Regions from separate parts of the Cricetulus griseus genome. Here region 1 is linked to region 2. Evidence: chromatin contacts called from public Hi-C data. All regions are on one chromosome and are shown on one strand. The core of a region is the stretch at or near the end of the contact, and the rest is flanking DNA. Distances in the headings are between cores, read along the strand shown.

What was found. Hi-C and Micro-C count contacts between places; a contact is called where the count stands out from the background.
Region 1: a contact with region 2 is called in a Hi-C map of fibroblasts, with 6 times the contacts expected there. The contact joins the enhancer-like site here to the promoter of Znf462 in region 2. A contact is called at or near these places in 2 of 8 Hi-C or Micro-C datasets (the CHO-K1 cell line and fibroblasts).

What each region holds. Positions count from the first base shown.
Region 1 is chr2:89,873,309-89,880,066 of CriGri-PICRH-1.0, forward strand. It overlaps LOC118238314 (a long non-coding RNA gene), which reads right to left. Exons shown (of 3, transcript XR_004768258.1): 3 at 84-6,758. Among named protein-coding and RNA genes, the nearest start is that of Tmem38b, 100 kb to the right of the region's middle. Within about 2 kb of position 4,038, at least 1 of the 6 cell types and tissues checked has open chromatin away from gene starts, as enhancers often do. A contact at or near this core is called in fibroblasts, where this site is marked.
Region 2 is chr2:88,915,367-88,922,110 of CriGri-PICRH-1.0, forward strand. Znf462 (zinc finger protein 462) reads right to left here and starts at 2,472. Exons shown (of 14, transcript XM_027403067.2): 1 at 2,211-2,472.

The DNA of each region.
Region 1 (6,758 bases), core at 2,788-5,287, 960 kb after region 2:
TTTCGTATTGTTTTCAAATGCCCTTTAGTGTTAGTTGCCCCTCCCCATATCCCATCATGGACCCATCTGTCATATCCCTCCCATATGAAATTCTCCTATTCTAGGTAAAATTTCACCTTTTACCTCTCTATGACACTTTATTCTATTTCCCCTTCTTTTGAAGATCTTCTCTCCTCTGGTACCTTACTAGGTCGGTACCTAACCTCTGTGCTTGTTTGGATTACAGCATACAAACAGAAAACTTTAAAGCTAACACCCACATATAAGAGAAAAACTACAAAGAATACATAAAGCCATATCCAACATTATAGAATAAGGAAAGTACAAATTAAAACAAAATATAATACTTATGTTTTGTTTATAACGCAGGCTAACAGGAAGAAAACAATGACTATTTGTTTATGTAGAGTTGATAGGGATGTAAGAAAAGACAGTTCTCCACCAAAGCAAATGGGAGTTCAAACTAATACAGTGATTTGGAGGGAAATTAGTAATATCTATTGAATTTTAAAAATATATGTAGCCACTTCCAAGAATCTGTGCACAGAAACCATTACACAATTTCCCAAAGGTATATAGCTACAAAAATGCTTGCTACACCCTTTGCATTAGCAACAAAAAGAAGATCATTTTATTCATCCATCAATAGAGCCATGAGAAAGTCAGGTATGTGGTTAATCTTGATTACCAATTGACAAGATCTAGAATTACCTAGAAGATAACATTCTGGGCATAACCACAGATTATCAAGAATAAGTTAGCCTCTGAGAATGTCTGTGGTGGATTAGGTTAATTGAAATGGGATGACACACCCTGAATCTAGGAGAGGCCGTCCCCTGGGCTGGGGTCCACAAGCATGAGAAAAATAAAGCAAGGTGAGCACCAGCATTCATCACTCCATGCTTCCTGATTGCAGATGCAACATGACCAGCCAGCTCAAGCTCCTGCTACCATGACTTCCGCACAGTGATAGTCTATATCCTGGAACTTTGAGCCCAGATAAATCCATTTCTTTTTTTTTTCCATTCATTTATTTAGCTCATAAATAAAGTCATGCACAATTATGATACATAATACAGTATATAAACCCATTTCTTTAATCAAGGTTTTTGTTTGCTTGTTTTTATCACAGCAAGAGGAAATATAAATGATGCAGTAGGAGTCACATCTCTGTCCTGATAGGGCTGAAACACAAGGGATCAGAGACAGGCAAGGAGCAAGGGCAGTCCAGTAATGTAAGTAGTGTAAGAGAAAGAAAACAGGCATAAAACAGAGTGGTGATTGTAGGAGGAGGAAGCAGGAAGGAAGGGAGTCTATTTATATGTGAAGCTATGGGGAAGGCTTCCCTGGAGGGTAACACCGGGCTAAGATTAGAAAGGTGTTCTCTAAGCCAGGCCAGCAAACTCAAGGTCTCTATACACAATAGGAAGGACGAGGATGTGGCATGCAGTGTGGTTACAGGATACTGTATAGGAGGAAGAAGGAAAAAGATGAGATTAGAAAGGAAGCTGGGGCCCAGTCGTTTAAGCTTTGACTTTTAGATTTCAGATGAAAAGTTGAGATTTTATTCCTGAAGGCAAATTGGAAGCCATTGGAGTATCAAGGAGGGAGGGGCATGATGTGCTTTACTATATTTGAAAGATTTCACAGGACGCTGGATGGGGGAAAAACTGTAAAATATAACAGGGGGTGGGGATAAAGAGCATGTAGAAGGTCCTGGCAGGATGTGCTGGGTTTTGACCAGGCTGAAGACTACACAGAGCACCCAGATATGAGGTGTGCCCTGAAAGTAGAGCCTGCAGAACCTGATAGGGCAGTAACTTGTGTTGCCTGAGTGCAAAGAAAGAATCAGGATGTCCCCAAGCTTGGGGCAGCTTGGGGCTTGGAAGATTCTGAGAGATGGGAGCACCAATTTACCAAGATAGGAAGCCTGGGAAAGGATCCAGTATAGTAGAGAGCACCAACAGTCCTGTGTGGGATTATTAAATTTGAGCATCCTAAAAGACAAGCAAAAGCAGTAATTAAGAAATATACTTGCCAATGTACAGAAAGAAGTCTGAGAGGTTACCTGCCTATCGGTGTAGAGAACTAGTAAGTGGGTCTGGGGGCTTTGGGAGGTGACATGGAGGGGAGAGGACCATTTTGCCATGAGTGTGTGTATGTGCGTGTGTGTGTGTGTGTGTGTGTGTGTCTGTGTGTCTGTGTGTCTGTGTCTGTGTTTGAAATTTTTACAGTGAATCCTGTATTAGATTTAAATTTAAACAAATAAATGTAAGTAAGAGAAGACTGACTAGGTGATGGTTTTCTGATTTTCATAGACATTTTTCTTCAAACAAAAACCTTTTCCAGAAGTGCTTCTTCTCACTTCATAGACACAACAGAGGCTCAGCTGTCTCCTCCTCCCGGGGTCCACCCTTGGCCTCCTCTTCTTCCCTGAGTCCCTCTACTAGGTTCCAGCTCCATTATGGGCCACACTCAGACTTAACTTATCCATTTACATATTTCCTTCTCTCCCTACTAGAATATACCACCAAGGAAACAGAAATCTTGCATGGCCATCTTGAAATAGTGGCAGAATTTAGAATCACAGATTTCAATAAATAAATATTCTCAATTAAAAATGAATTTCAGGAGCAAGGAAAATGACTCAATGGCTAAATGTTTGCTGTGTAAGAATGAGGATTGAAACTCACACCTCCAGAATCCATGTAAATGCCAAGTGGGCTTGATGAGCCACTTACAATTGGAGGCCCAGAAAGAGGACACAGCAGAGCAAGACTGATAGGCATATCAATGAGCTCTGGGTTTGATTGAGAGACCCTGCCTCACTATAAAGAAGGTAAAAGAGAGATCAATGATGATTCCTAACATCATCAAACTTGGACCTCCTAGTACACATATACACCCTTGTGCATAAACATACATACGTATATATGCCTACACACAGTCAAGCAAGCAAACACATACACACACACCACACAAGGCACAAATGATAAATAGCAAAGAAAAATGGCATCCAATTTGTTTTCAAAGAAAAAAAAAAAAAACAGTGAACCTTATCAATTGAATAGAGGCCATGTCCAGAATCTCATCCAACAACCTTCTTTCTTTCCTTTATTTTATTGATTTGTTGTAGGTCTTTTGAGACAGGGTCTTGTGCACTCTAACTGGCCTCACTATGTAGCTGAAGATGACCTCGAACTTCTGATTTTCCTCATCAGTATGGAAGTGTACCACCACACCCGGTTTACACCTTGCTGGAGATCAAACCCAGGGCTCCATGCATCCTAAAAAATTACTTCACCAACTGAGTTACACCCCCAGCCTCTCACAGCTTCTTCAAATTTCCCTCCCTGCTGCTGCCACTATCTGTCCTGAGCTATATTCATAGGTCCCCAAAGTCTGGCAGGAAATTGACAGGAAAACCACTGGATTGCACAATGACTCTAGTTTTTCCGGTTCCATCTCCAAGGGTCTGCTTCCCTTCATTTTTAGAATTCCCACCTCCCTTAGAATCCTTTCAGCTTCAACCAGAACTTGGCTCTAAGCTCCATGCATTCCATTCCACACCCCCAACTATCCTTATATAGGCATTACTCCTCTAAGTGCTCACCAAATCACCATCAAGCACCCATCCTGACTCAGCCCTTGGATGAACACTAAAGATCCAGACACAGTCTGACAAGACCCTCTCTGCTCACAGGCACCCATGAGAAATAACCCAGGTAATAGACAATGCGAACACCAAGGGCTAAGGAAGCCTCTTAGTATTCTCACAGATCTCACAAACATGTCAGTGAGTCCAACTTTCCTTCTCAAGTCCAACAGTCCAAAGACACGATAATCATCATCTAATAAGAGTAGCTGTCCTTGGGCACTTGGTTGCTGTCTTTAGGAGACACGAACATTAGCTCTCTGCCTTCTGAGCAAGAGAAAAACCATGTTGCTATCTTGCCTGACCCTAGTGTCACTGTAAGCAAGGTAAACAGACATGCCTGGCACTTTCTTCAGTCCCTTCTGTAGTACAGATCTTTAGTCACATAGTCACATTCCTTCTTAGTTTAGCCTAGGCCCAGGCTTGCCTATGTGACTACTGACCAAGAGTGCAGCTGAGAGCCTGGCGCAGAGCCAGGAGCACCACGGGGGGGGGGGGTGCTCAGCAGCCCTACCCACAGTCCAGCCCTACACTGTCGGGCCCATTATATGTGTTAGAATAGTCTTCCTTAGTCCCTGTATGCCTCAGGACCAAAGCTTAAGAGAAGAGGCCAGATCAGTGGAAAGATTCTTAGAGAAGGCTGCATGAACAGAGCAGACCTTGTCCCCAGAGCCTAGCACATGGTGCTCAGGGGCCACCTGCTGGCAGCCAGGGGCATATGTGACTCTGGAGGAGGAGCTGCCTAAGTCCAGGGTTCCTGCACATACACACAAGCACAACAAACAGTTTACACACACACACACACACACACACACACACACATCCCACACATACAAACACATATGTGCATACACAGAAATATGCAATCTCATACATACATACACATGAAGCCCTTAGCTTAAGAATGCAAGTACATGGGCATAATAAATGCCATGTACTGATATGTGTGCATCCACTTATACCCACAATACACAGGTACACACATGTATATACATAGACCCTGGTCCCTGGTTGAGTTCCTTGCACCACATAGCCTCTTTTTTTGTAACTTACACCCTCCCAGATATGCCCAGGGGAGAGAGAAGCATCAGATCCCTATTCCACCAAACCCTGCTCTGCGGTGTCATGACTTGGAAACCAGCGACCCCTTCATGAGATCTCATTTCCACCTCATCTCCAGAGCAACCTACCTACACATAGCTTCTCCTCACCTGGAACCCATGATTTTTGACAATTGTATAATGGCATAGGTGTGGCTCAACAGTATAAGGACAGAGACAAAGGTCCCTGACTGACAGTAACTTCAATATGAAATGGAACAGCTCACCAGGTGCTACAATAAGGTGGCCATCTCTGGCAGCAGAGGTTCCCAGAACCAGAAAGGACAGGGGGATACTCCTGAGCTCTCTGGGCTTTCTCAGCTGGAGCTTAGAAAGGTAAGCCTACATTTCTAAGAGTGCACTCAAGGGATGGCAGCCTCAGAGGCCCAGACTCAAGGATAAGGAAAAAGCTACTGTTTAATGACTGCTATGTGCAGGTGTGGTCCATTCCATCCTTGCTTCAGAGTCCATCACCAGTCCCATTCCTCCGTCCTGTGTGTCACACAGATTTTCCACAGATGCACTACCAACTTTAAATTCCCATGAGCTTTTAACCAGGCAGATAGCATACGCTCCTATCTGGACCACTTGCCCCTCCTTTCCCCCATCAATCCACCCGGCATAATTCAGAAGGACCAACCTTAACCACAGAAAACTTAGCATCTTTCAGTGACTTCAGATGCTAAGGACTAAGACAAAAATCATAATTTCTGCTTTGAATGTGACTTTCCTTTTCATGATCACGGTTCACCTCTCGACCATCAGTGTCCCTGCTCTTTCCTGGCTGTATCCCATGCCGCAAGCAGCCCATACCTTTTCCAGTCTCAGGGGTTTTGAGTCTGCAATCTCCACTCCCCATACTCTCTTGTCCCCACCCTGAAAGTCCTCCTTCCACTCTCTACTCCATGTCACTCCCTCTACAATGCCTTTTTGTGCCTGACATTCTCTGTGTGCTGCTGTCTATCACACCGAATTGCTGTGTATGCTGTTTGGTGATTTGCCAGGGTTTATTCTTTCCCTTAATTTCAGAAAGGGCAGGGACTTTGTCCCTTGATCGTATTTTTACATTAAGTTTCCACAAATTGTACATGCTACATGCACTGATGATTATTTCAACCAAATCTTACTCCAAACAGCATCCTCCAATTCAACTCACCCACGTTCCAGAGCAAGGGTGTGCAGGTGGCAGCTCCAGGCCAGGAATTAAAACTAGCACATGACCATCTATGTTAGTCCCTGTCCTGAATTCAATTCATCTCATCATCGGATCAGTCCCAGGACTCGGCAGGCCTGACTGGACATTTGTTCCTACCTCAGCAGACTTGTGCCGTCATCTTTCTTGAGCACAATTTTAACTGTCTGATTGGCAAAGGCAGTGTTTATCTGAAGTCTCTGATTAGTGGATAAATGAAAAGAAATCAAGCAACTGAAGAGAAAGACATGTATATACTCATTTTGTTCGTGCATGGGGAACATTCTAATAATGGTCAAAAAGAATAAAGATGGAGAAAGTAGGAATATTAAACTTCCTTACATCTGTTTAGGTATCCAATATCCAAAGAACAGGCCATGGGATTTGGAGTTAGATAACATTGAGATAGGCAAGCTGCCTTTGCAGGAGCCACTGCATGACTTGGGGGAATAACATTAAAATGACTGAGACTGAGTAGTGATGGTGCATGCCTTTAATCTCAGCACTTGGGAGACAGAGGCAGGTAGATGTGAGTTCGAGGCCATCCTGGTCTATAGAATGAATTCCAGGACAGGCTCCAAAGCTACATAGAGAAACCCTGTCTGGAATAAAAACCAAAAAAAGAATTATTAACCTAAAAATGACTGAGATTTTCAAGACAATAGCTGCAGAACTTTAAGCCAAGAGCAGGGACATTTTACAGCATGTGGACTCAAGACACTGTACAGGCAGGCACAGGACCGCAAAGCCAACCCTGCTTTTCTACTATGGCAGGTGTGATGCTCAAAGCTGGGGAGGCCTTAATGACGCT
Region 2 (6,744 bases), core at 1,222-3,721:
GAACCCGAAGAAGCTGCCAGTCTGAGAGAGTTCCTCTGAGATCTGGAAGGAACATATTCTATTCTTTCTGGCAGAAATCACCCTAAACCAGACAATAAAGTCTTTGCAATGCATCAGAATGATAACCAAGCCCCAGAACTCAAAAGAGAAAAGCAAAGACAGGAAGAAAAATCTCAGCCTAGGGCCACCAACCTCCCTCACACTGAGGGAGTAACATTTCCTGGAGACATTCAGGGACCTGGAGCAGCTGAAAGTTGTGTGAAGATCTCAGTGGAAATGTTTTAGATTTTGCCTAGTCTTTCCTTAAGGAGGTCAAAAACCCTTAAGGTCCACTCCAAAGGAGAAAAAAATTCCAAAAGTTTACTTTAAAATGGAAACAAACATCTCAGTAACTTGTGAAAGCGCTCGTTGGGTAGGAGAAAAATCTGAGGAACCCTTAAAAGCCCTCATTCCCTTGCTTAATGAATAGATAGCGAGGAACCACCAAAAGGTCTCCCTCTGGAGAGGGAGAAGGAGTAGGCAGGCATGCCTCTTCCTCCAGCCATCACCAAGAGAGCTTCAAAATGGAGACATCCATAATTTTATAAACACTTCTCATCCCAGCTTTGTCTCCTGGAAGCCCGCTCTCCTCCATTTTCTGGTGGAGTTACAGCATGACAAGGCTTACCTGACTCAGTTCCCAGCTCTCAACCCAACTAGTCAATTCCCTCCCCAAACCTGCAAGCAACCTCCAGAAACAAAACCAAACCAAGCCAAACAGCCAACACAGACACTCAGACACAACCCCCGGGAGCCCTGGAGAAAGCCCCAACTGGTTGGTCTTTTCCCATCCCAGGCGCGTGCTTAAAAATGAAACTTTTTTCTTTTCTTTTCTCTCTTCTTCTTTTTTTTTTAAGGTTGGGGAGGAATATAAAAGAAACTCCAGGCAACCTCTTCCCCTCCCTCTCTGTAGGTTAGGAGCCACAATGAAAAGAAAACCAGGGTTCCTTCAGGAATGGTGAACAGCCTGGAGAATGAACGTGAGAAGGAGCTTTGTGTTTTGGAGTCTGGACTGGAACCAAAGCAGACAGCTTGCAAATGGAGGACAGGGAGATAAAGAAAGGGAAAGAGAGGGGCTGCTCCAATGGGGGGCGGCTGCGGCTTCCCCCCCGTGCCTGGAGGGAGGGCAGACCCCTGGGAACCGCACCAGGAGTGAGACGCCCCCCCTCCAGGCCCCTGCCTTCCTTTCTCCCAGCCTCAGAGGAGCCAAGCGTGTGTAATGGCTTCTCCTCTCCAGAAACCGTTGTCCTCCTCCAACCAGACGCTTCTGAACCTTCAGCCTGGAGACAGCTCCTCAGCTGTCCCTCAACCTGCGCCCCCACCCGGCCCGCGGCCCCCCGCTCGTCGCCTCTCTCCTCCCCAGTAGCGGCGGCTGCAGCCACCCCCTCGACACATCCCGACCCCGCATCCCAACTTCGGAGAGGAGAGAGGAGAGAGAGAGAGGAGAGCCAAATACCTGAGGAAGAGGGGGGTGCCAATCCGCACGGCTTTGCCATCGGGCGGGGGACAGGCAGACAGAGGAGGGGAAAGGAAGCAGAGGGACAGAGAAAGAAAGAGGTCAACCCGCTCAGGTCGGGGCCGCTCGCTCCGAGCGCTCCCTCCTCTGACCCCTCGCTTGCTCCCTCTGGCTCGGGCTCAGGTCTCTCCTGGCCTCCAGCCCTCCGCCCCCCTTCTCTGTCCCTACTCCTGTCCCCACACTCGGAGCATCCGTCCTAAGCCTCCAGCTCTCTCCTCTCACTCATCTCATTTCTCTCTCTTCTCTTCACAGAACTACACGAAATTAATTAAGCCACAGGGCTCCCCCCCCCCAGCAGAAGGCAGAAGGAGCAGCCAGCAGGAAAAGCACAGCCACCTCCACAGCTACCACCACCACCTTCTCCTCTTCCTCCTCCTCTTCCTCCCTAGCTTCTTCTCCTCCTCTTCCTCCTCCCCCTGCTGCTCTCCCTCCTCCCCCTCCTCCTCCTTCTCCTCCTCCTCCTCGGTCTCTCCTCTCTTTAGCTTCTTCTCCTCTCTCCTCATAGCCAGCCCATGCAGGGGACTTCCTCTCCTCCCCGCGCCGCCAGCCCTCCTTGGCCGAATGAATGAGCGCGTTTGTGCCTCCACCGCCCCGCGCTCTCCTCCCCGGAGCACTCAGACCACCCCGGAGGTGGTGGTTAATTGCAGTAACTTACAGAAGAAGCGTCCCGGCGCCGGGAGGTGCTTCGGGTTCTCCAGCCCCACCGCCTCCTTATCCTCTTTCTCTTTCTCCTCTTCCTGCTCGGGTTATTGTTGTGGAAGTTGTTTGGGAGTCTCATGTGCTTCTGCCGGGTCTCAGCAATGGAGGATCGCCATCTTCCCTGCCTTCCACGGCTCCTCAGACTCGCTGCAGCTGCAGATGACCTGAGATATCCGTCTCTCTCCCCTCTCCCTCCCTCCCTCTCCTCTCACTCTCTCTCTCTCTCCCCTCTCTCTCTCTCTCTCTCTCTCTCTCTGCTCTTCTCTCTCCTCTCCTCCCTCTCCCTCGCGCGCGCTCTCTCTCTCCCTCCCTCTGTGTCTCTCTCTGAATAATGAGCAACCAGAGGGAGAGAGAAAGCAAGACAGAAAGAGAGAAGACAATCTTCTCCTGCCACACAAAACGCCAGAGCACCAGGGGGTGCGCGAAGCCTTTCTAATAACAACAACGTGCAGGAGAGAGGAAGGGAAAGAAAGAAAGAAATGAGAAAAGGGCTGGGGGGGAAATACGAAGAATTATCCAAGAGCTGGAGAAGCGCAGGAGAAGCTGGAGGAGATGCTGAAGCTGCGGCTGCTGCCCGCCCCCCTCCCGCGCTGAACCCCAGAAGGAGGCAAGGTGGTTGCAAAGTTAAGGCTGGGACATTGTCTTTGTCACTCTGAACAACACAGAGCCAGGCCAGTGAGATGCAAGAGGAGGAGGTGGCGGTGGAGGAGGAGGAGGAGGTGGTGGTGGTGGTGGTGGTGGAGGAGGAGGAGGAAGAGGAGGAGAAGGAGGCAAAGGAGGAGGAGAAGGGGAAGAGAGAGATGAGATGAATAAAGACCTGCGGAAAAGGCGGCGCGAGGAGCGCGACCGCCGGGCTCCGGGCGTGCGCGCTCGCCTCCCGGAGGCGCCCGACCTCCCTGGCCAGAGGAGCAAGCCCCCAGTGAGAACCCTGCTCTGCTCGCACCATCAGCCCTGCCCCAGGCGCCCAGCCCCGGCTCTAAAGGGTCCCTCAAATGAATCCATCTAGAGGCCAATCTTTGCAAAGAACAGAGATGAAGAACTGAAGGTTGCAAGTCTAAACCCAGATCAACCACGTGGGGCTTTTTAATTCCTTTCCAGCTTGCAGTGTATCTCCAGTGAAGGGCTCAAGTTGTCCATTACTGGCATGTATTTTTAAGTCGTCGCCCTCTAAATAAAGGCTCATTGTGCGGTTTATGTCTCTTCTGATACGAAAAGGAGAAGAAGGAGCCCATCATTTTTATCTAGAAGCCACCACTTTCTTTTCCGAACTTGTGAAATGTTTTGACGGCGCACCAAGGTGTGTGTGTGGGGGGGTGTAGTACTTAAATAACTTTCCACCCTCGCGCCCCGCGTTGTTTGCACTTTCCGACTGATCATCTAAAGGCTTGGAAAGTAACAATCGTCGCTCCTAATGATAAGGTGTCATGATGTTGAAGACAAGAGAGCCAAGCTGAAGCATCACACCTTGAATTTTTATTTTGTGTAATTTCCCCCCAAATCACTCTGAACTATCTCTTTTTCAAAGAAGTGGGTTTCCACTCCCTCTCTCACCAGGTCAAAGATCTCCTAAGGCTTTAATTTGATTTAGGATGGAGGGGGGGCACTACAGTACAAGAAAAAAAAAATCAATGCAGCAAGTCAGGAGCAATTGAAGTTCAAGGGCATGGGCTGGTGTACGGTACCATTTCTATTTCTCAGATGCTCTAGTTGGACATCTACAGCCCCAGGAGAGAAAAGCACGCAGCGCAGCGCGCGGGGCAGGGACCTTAATTAAAGTTTCTTTTGTCCGCCTCTGAATTAGGGGTTGTTGCTGGATTCCTTCGCATTGAGGAGCGCGCATCCGGTGAAGGCGCGGTGTGGAGGATCCTGGGCGAGATTGTCCTCTTTAATACTCGCCCCGTCCCCCCTCCCCCACAGTCGGGGCAGCTAGACCGGTAAACCCATACAATAAAAACAGAGAAGACGCGCACGAAGTTGGTTCCCATCGGATAGCGGCGTTTCCTAAGCACATCTAAAAACCTCATTTCCCAAGATTTTCCCGATTGTGTATTCCAGGGCAGAATGTCTCACCCTGACGCACGATCTAACCCCTTTCCAGTCAACACTTCCTGCCCTTTTCTCCTCCCACTCACATTGAAAAGCTCGGGAGCCCTAAAAGGGTGTTGATGGCTGGGGGTGATAAATAAATAAATAAATGACACTACGCGTGCGGTGGCGAAGAAAGGAGGGGGAGGAAGAGAAGCGCGGGGGAGGGGGGTCAGGGAGAGAAAAGCGAGGAGAAAGGACTCAGGCGAAAGGGAGCCTGGAGTCAAAGAAAGCAGAGGGAAAAAGGAGAGGAAGATCGGTAAGACTGCTTCGCAGTAAAATCTTCCTGGCTTTGTGCAAAGGGGGAGGACTCGCTTCTTTCCAGGTGCTAGAGGGACCTGAACAAGTCTGTCTGTCCGGAGCTCCTCCCCACCGGGACCCCAAGGGTGTCTGAGTGCTGACCGCCGCTCCCCATCAATTCCTCGTGGCCACAAGAGGAAGCGCGCCAGGTTTGCGCCGTCCCGACTGATAATTTACCTCTTTGTCTTTAATAAAAAGCTGACTTTTTTTTTTCTGTCAAAAGCTCTGCACCGGGCAAAATTATAATAACAATAACAACAACAATAATAATAGCAATTGTATTTCTGATTGAAAGCACCCATCAACTGCTAGCTTTCAGAGGCTGTGATAAATATCTTCCTCGACGTGAAGGTACCTTGTGGGTTGGCGTGGTTCGGAAGTGCGGGGATGGGGACCGCCCCCCCTCCCCAGGCGCGGGGACCCAGCCTCAAGGAGAGAGGAAGGAGCGGAGGTCAGAGGAAACCTGGGGTTTCCAGGGCTTTCGCGGTCCGCGGGAATGAGCCCTGGGGAGGAGCCTTGCGCCAGCGCCAGCGCGCCCCAACACGCCTTCGACCTCGTAAACCCACTTGGCAAAGGCCGGGGAAGCCGCTGGCGGAGCGGCTGCGGTGAACTCCAGAAATGAACCTGCGGCGCGACGCCACGGGCTGCCACCCTGGCCAACACTCACCTCGAGCGACCGACATTGAGAGAGCTTCCGACGCGGCCGCGGGGGGACCTTGCTCCGCCCTCCCGTCCCAGGAGAAGAGGACAAAAAAAGGGGGGGGGGAGATGGACTTGGAGATGGCCCCGCCCTTCAAACGCTCCAATCCTTGGAAACCAAACCTCCTCTCCAAGCTTCCACGTCTAGAAGGGACAAAGACTGCCAGGAGATCCAGGCACTGATGGGGAGGTGATGGCTCCTCGCGCTTTGGGGGTGGGTGCTTTTGAGGGGTAGGTATCACGGCTAAGTTTCCATCCCAAGTAGGTCACCGAGGGATGATCTGTAGAGGACAAACTGAGTCTTCTGGTAAAGAAGCAAGCTGACTTTTCAAAGCTGTGGAGCAAACAATTGCAAAACTCCGGCATAGCTTTTCTGTGTTGAAGGTGGAAGACTAAATTTTCTATTCTTGATGCCACAGTCCTTTTTGGTTCTTCTACTTTTAGAAGTCCCAAGTTCCCTAACTCCCCAACTAATAGGAAAGACATTAAATCTAAAGGGATTGGAAAGGTTTTAGTGGGGGAGGTTTTTTGGAGGGGGGCTTTCTCAGTTGATAGAAAAGTAGTTAATTGGGCAATGAATCGGAACAGTGAAGGGGAGTGCTGTGCCTGGAGGTTCTGGTGAAAACCATAATAAACTTGGTACTAAAGTAACTGTAATTTTGTTTTGCCATTAGCAGACAATTTAGATAAGCAGGAGAAAGTTCACACCTCCTGCTATTTCACTCCCTGCAAATATTCACAAAGATAATGCAAGCCTGCATTATCTTCTCCATCAGGAGGGTTGGTGCTTGATTTTTTTTTCTTCTTTCTTTTAATACTAAGGGGGGAAAGCTTAGGTTTTACACACAAGCAACAATGTGAAGGAAGTCTCTGAGGGACACACGGACTCCCTGAAATTTATTGTTTGATACTGAACCTTATGTCATTATCCCCTGGAGTCAGATGGGATTTCAAGACTTTATTAATGGCCTAGAGAATAAGAATATGCCGAAAGTCTGGACTTTTCTTCTCCTACATCATGAGTGACTGGCACACAGACGCTTCATAAAGAGAAATTATGGCTCATCAAAAGAGTGACTTTATGAACGGTAATAGAATAATAAATCTTGCAATTTTAGTTGAAGAAGTGGAACTCCTGTAACCAGAGTGACCCATGCAGCTAGGACCTACTTCTTTCCATGATAGTAGAAGGGTAGTCATAGTCAATAAATCATTTTGCTTACTAAAGCCTTGAGAAAGGAAGACAGTGAATTCTCTTGAAGAAAAGTGTTTATTGAGGGGAAGGGGGATCCTATTAATCCTACAGGAGAGTCTAAGAAAAAAAAAACAATTTGGCCATGGGCTATATTAAAAAGAATTTCAACAGAAATAACTGTTTATACAAACAATTGTCTAATTAACAGAAA